2 separate regions of the Bos taurus genome follow, and region 2 is linked to region 1. A link is a contact called in public Hi-C data. All regions are on one chromosome and are shown on one strand. The core of a region is the stretch at or near the end of the contact, and the rest is flanking DNA. Distances in the headings are between cores, read along the strand shown. Region 1 has its middle 5.3 kb from the start of GRK2. Region 2 holds the start of SSH3 (slingshot protein phosphatase 3).

Region 1 (2,587 bases), core at 45-2,544:
TGGGTGAGTGATCCATGCAGTCACATGGGGCCCTGCCCTCAGAGGGATCCCACACTGGGTTTAATGTGCTCTTGTCACCATCTTGAAATTCTTTTTTTTTTTTAGTTTGGCTGTGCCAGTCTTAGTTGCTGCACTCAGGATCTTCGATCATTGTTGCAACATGTGAGATCTTTTTTAGTTGTCCCATGTCAACTCTTTCTTAGTTGCTGCATGTGGGATCTAGTTCCCGGACCAGGGATCAAACCCGGGCCCCCTGCATTGGGAGCGCGAAGTCTTAGCCGTTGGGCCACCAAGGAAGTCCCTTGAAATTCTTAATTTTTGAAAAAGGGGCTGTGCACTTTATTTGCAGTGGACCCCACAAATGAGGTAGCTAGACCTGGGGAGAAGGCCAATTCCAGCTCCTCTAGCCCTCCCAGGTCAGTTCTGTGCTAAGTGCCATTCGGGTGGCCACCAGCAGAGCAGGCCTGGCACTTGCTGGGGAGAGTCACCCTACCTCCCCACCTTCCAGAGGCCCAGACCAGAAACGAACCCTCAGCGCTGACACCAATGTATGGGCAGGAAATAGAGCAGACACCCAAGGTCCGGGAGCACCTGCAGTTGCCCTCAGCCTAGCCTTCTGTCCCCTAAACCTGCCCCACGCCAGAGAGCGACAAGGGGCCAGAAAGCTGTTGTGCTTCCAGACTGTGCCGTGGCAGCGCCAGGAGGGCAAGACAGGTGGAGAGGCAGAGAGATCCAGACCCAGAGAGAAACACCCTGAAAGATCCAGAAAAGGGAAGGCAGAGAAAGAGGCAAAGAACCTGGGAGGGGAGAAGAGAAATGAAAGGAGAGAAAGACCATGGAGGACGCTGAGAGGGAGACACACAAGTGGGCTCCAAGGTCCTCAGGATGTGTTACCAGTGACCGTTCAGAAAGACATCTCCTCAGCCCACCCACCACTGCATACACATCTTCATTTACCCTCAAAACAATTCAGTGAGGCCAGGCTGGGGTACAGAAGAGAAAGGCAGGGCTCAGAGAGGTCAAGTAACTTTATCTAAAGCACCCAGCAAGCGGCTTTTCCACACCCATCCTCCCTTTCCCTGACAGGCAAGTACCAGAGGATACAGCGGGGCCGGTGGGGCCTACGAGACCTCGACTGAGATGCTCAAAGGTCAAGGCGCAGACAAGCAGTAGGAGCTCAGCACGACTAAGCCTGAGTCGCAGAAGACGAGGCGCATGCGCACTGGGGACAGCTCCAAGAGGGCCCTGTGGGAGGAGCGGGGCGGGGTGGGGCGGAGCCCGGGCGGGGCGGGGCCGGATCCAGAGGCGGGGCCATGTCGCGCTGAGGCTCCAAGGCGGAAAAGGGAGACTGCGGCCCCAGGCGGCGTGGGGACTTGTGACTTTCCGGAGGGTTCCAGGGAGAGGCGCTGCTCTCGGGAGACTGGTCGGGCGAAGCAGCGGCCTGGAAGCCTGGCAGAGTTGTGGGCTATCAAAGGCCCTTGGACTGTGCAGGAGGGAGCACAAGGCCTGTGTCCTTGGCGGAAATGCCAGTCCTCAAGAGTTTTCCCCGACTTCACCCGAGCAGGCTCCCGGCCCTAACGATAACTTGTCACTTGCCTCATAAGGATGTTTTGAGTATTAAATGAGATCATCTGGGTTCTAGGAACAGTGGCCTGCACATGGAGAGAACCCAGGAAGCGTCAGTGTTTATTATTATGTATGCTTTGCCCATAGATTCGCCGTCTCTCCTATGTTGGATGCCCAAGGCCAAGCACCAGGGCCTGGTATGTAGTAGGAGCTCAGGTACACTGTTGGACGAGTGACTGAGTAAACGAGGTGAAGTCCCAGCCTCCCAGCCAAAGCCTGGCACCATGTGGGCCCCGGACATCAAAGAGGTCGCTGCCCACATTAAGCAGGAGTTTCTCCCAGTCAAGTCTGCTCACCCCCGGTGAGCTGTATGGATTGAGACACCCTCAAGTTCATCCTCCTGGCTCTTCAAAGCCCAGGATGGAGACAGAGGTGAAGCCCCAGCAAGAGGAAACCTGCGTTCCTGGGCCTTGGCACATGCCAGTCCTCACCCCCAACCTCACTCCTGCTCATGTGCAGACCATGTCAAGTTCAAGACCTTCGCCAACTCTTCCTCTTTTCCTGAGCCTGCCACCTCCTCCCATATCCTCTTGCCAGGTTAATTGGAGGGGGCCTTCTTCCTCTCCAGACCTGAGTTCTGTTTCTGTGGCCCTAACTTGGCATCCAATGTGAGGAATGCAGCAGTGACCACACCAGACAGGGGCACCAGGGAGAGCCCTCTGAACAGGAACCTTTCCACCCATGGGATGCAGGGCGAGCAGGAATCTGCCTTATGGGAAGGAAGTGAAAAGGAAGTCATTCCAGGCAAGGGGAATTATAAAGTCAGCACCCCAGAGGTAGAAATGAACTTGGCTAGTTGTAGTGTCAGAAGGAAGATCAGAGAGACTGGAGACGAAAGGGCACAGGGAGGGGCAGGGGGATTGAGTTAGAGCGATGGGCAGGGGCCAAACTGTAAGTCTCACGGGCCACAGAAAAGAGTAGGTTTCCTAAGTGCAGGGGTGGTCATTGGAGATGGGGTTAC
Region 2 (2,587 bases), core at 47-2,546, 40 kb after region 1:
TCGCCTGGCCCTGGAGCTGTCCTCTCAGGAGCAGGAGGAGCGGGAGCGCCTGGGGCAGCAGGAGGAGGAAGACCTACAGCGGATCCTGCAGCTCTCGCTCACCGAGCACTGAGCCCCCGCCCTCGGGAGGGCATCTGGGCTGCTCCCCCACCCACTTTTGTAATTTATTTATTTATAAACACTCAGCTGCTGGGCTCAGGGGCCTGGAGCCCTAGAAGGGGGGAGCTGGCCTTGAGACCAAGATGGAAATAAAGAGACCCTTAGCAGCAGGCTTGCTCTGCTCAGTGTGGGGTTGGGGTGAGGGGGCCTGGTGGGGGGTACCAAGGCGAGACACTGGGTAATGGCCTTAGGACTTGGATTTGAATCCTGACCGTGGCCCGCTTGGCTTGTTTCCTCAGCTTTAAATGAGACCCCCTCCAACACTCAGGGCTGCTGGGAGGGTAAGATGAGCCGACAGGTGTCAAGCGCCCTCACTGGGTAGGTGCTCCGTGAACATCACTTCCCCTGAGGCCGGTCCCACCTGCTGGAGACCCGGGCTTTCCTGGAATTCGGGAAGGGCAGAGGCTGGTTCTCCAGGTGGCTCGGAAGTGGCGTCCCCGCAGCCCAGGCCTGGGTTCCTGCCCCTACCTACCCTGGCAGGTTCGACTGCAGTGACATTAGACAAGTCACTTCCCTCTGCCGCGGCCCTGAACCTGCTCAGCCCCGCCCAGCTTACCTCCAAGGTGGCCCCGAGGACCCCTTGTGAGCCTGTGGGTTCGTTCTAAATCCAGCCTGACATCCCCTGAAGCCGAGTGGAAGTGCCAAGACCAACTAGCAAAAAGAAAGAAGTCTGGGGTGCCTCCACTTAAGACCCACCGTGTCTGGTCCTCTCCAAGACTTGGGTCCTCACCCCTGCCTCCCTGGGCTCCACCTCTGCGGGGTAACAGGATGGTTGAGCCCCAGAGCACAGCTCAGGTGACCCAGCCGGGCGGAGCCGAGGACTGGGGCGGGGGCGCCTCCTGGGAGGAGGGACCAAACCCTGGAGCGCTGCGTAGGCTGTCTTTTCCCGCCGCCAGGGCCCGGCGCCTCACCTGCGCCCCGCCCCCCGGCCCCGCCCCTAACGTGCTTTGAGGGGCGGGGGCGAGGCGGAGACGCGGAGGGAGGGGCGGTGGCCACTGACTGCGGGCTCCGCAGGCCGGGCTGGACGGGTGTCTGGCCCTTTAAGGTCCGCCCCGAGGAGGTGCCAGGCCCTGGTGGCGCCGGACTCTCCTTCCTGGTCCTGCGGGGCAGGGACCGTCCGCGGGGCGACGAGGGAGGGCGCCGCGCCATACCGGCCCAGGGGCCCCCGGCCTGACCCCATGGCCCTGGTCACAGTAAGCCGCTCGCCCCCGGCCAGCGGCCACTCCACGCCTGTGGGGCCCACGGTGAGTCTGGCTTGGCTGTGGTCCTGCCCACGCAGTTGGCTGCCAGTTGGGCCTGGGGGAGTGCTTGCTGCCCACGGGCAGCCTCCCCTCAAGCCTGGGGGTGTGCGGAGGGGGCCTTCACGTCTCAGGCTGGAGCTGCTTGGGGGAGATCTTGAGGCAACCAGGAACTCGGACCAAGGCAAGATCCGGAGCCCCGAGCACCCGCGGAGGCCCTACCCCGCTCTGGGCCCAGACCTGGGCCAAACCCTCAGGCATCTCCAGCAGCGCTCCCCCTCCCTTACCTCCGGCTGCCGGCCTGGACCTGGGCCCGGCCCCGCCAGTGTCTCCACGTGGAAAGTGGACTGGAACAGAAAAGGATTTGACACCCTTTCTGGTTCCTTTCCCCACTGCATGGGGGGGGGGCGGGACGAGGGAGGGGGCGGATCCCTGCACCCCCAACCCCAGCACCCTGAACCTGGGGAGGAGTCCTTTCCCACCACTTTACTCTGCCCTGGGGGCTGCCTTCTCAGCAGGACCCGGTGTCCCAGCGCAGAAGCCGGCTCCAGCGAAGGTGAGCACCTCTCCCCACACACACACCTCCATCCAGCCACCAGGCTTGGCCACTGCCCTCTGGGAGGACTTGCAGCCAAAGCCAACTACTTAGTATGTGGGGACAGAGTTGCTAGTGGGCACAGCTGGCTGCCTTTGCTTCCATCTTCCCCCAGTCAGTTGAGGCTCCTTCATCCACTATCCTGGCCCTGGCTCTGGCCAATGGCAGGGCCTGAGGACTCCTGGGGCCCCACCAAGTTCACAGTTATTTATTGAGTTAGGCAGATGGGAAGGGAAAGTTGGGCTCGAGGCTTGAGAGCCACCAAGGCAGTGGTTCCCAAAGCACTGAGGTGGCATCACCTGGGAACTGGGTAGGCACCTTCTCAGGCCTCCTCTCCAGGCCCACTGACTCGGGATGGGGGCCAACACCTGATTTAACAAATCCTCCAGGCGGTTCAGGGGGGTTGACTCCCCTGTCCTGAGGGGTGGGATGGGCTGTCACGGTGTCACTTTTCCCCTGCTCCCCTTCCAGGCAGAGCTTTGCAGTACTCCGAGGGGCTGTCCTGGGACTGCAGGATGGAGGGGATGATGGAGATGCTTCCAGGCCCAGCCCAGAGCCAGCGGAGGAGCCCCCCGGGGAAGGGCAGCCCCACGGG

What was found. A called contact is a pair of places that touch in the nucleus more often than the background predicts.
Region 2: a Hi-C map of an unstated tissue shows a contact between it and region 1, with 2.0 times the contacts expected there. The contact joins the promoter of SSH3 here to the enhancer-like site in region 1. A contact is called at or near these places in 4 of 11 Hi-C or Micro-C datasets (blastocyst, liver, skeletal muscle and 1 more).

The regions. Positions count from the first base shown.
Region 1 is chr29:45,183,522-45,186,108 of ARS-UCD2.0, forward strand. No RefSeq gene overlaps it. Among named protein-coding and RNA genes, the nearest start is that of GRK2, 5.3 kb to the right of the region's middle. Within about 2 kb of position 1,295, at least 79 of the 102 cell types and tissues checked have an H3K27ac peak or open chromatin away from gene starts, as enhancers often do. A contact at or near this core is called in liver and skeletal muscle, where this site is marked.
Region 2 is chr29:45,223,157-45,225,743 of ARS-UCD2.0, forward strand. It overlaps SSH3 (slingshot protein phosphatase 3), which reads left to right and starts at 1,297. Exons shown (of 14, transcript NM_001102006.1): 1 at 1,297-1,403; 2 at 1,913-1,953; 3 at 2,464-2,587. The coding sequence starts at 1,338. ANKRD13D (ankyrin repeat domain 13D) reads left to right here. Exons shown (of 14, transcript NR_197967.1): 14 at 1-269.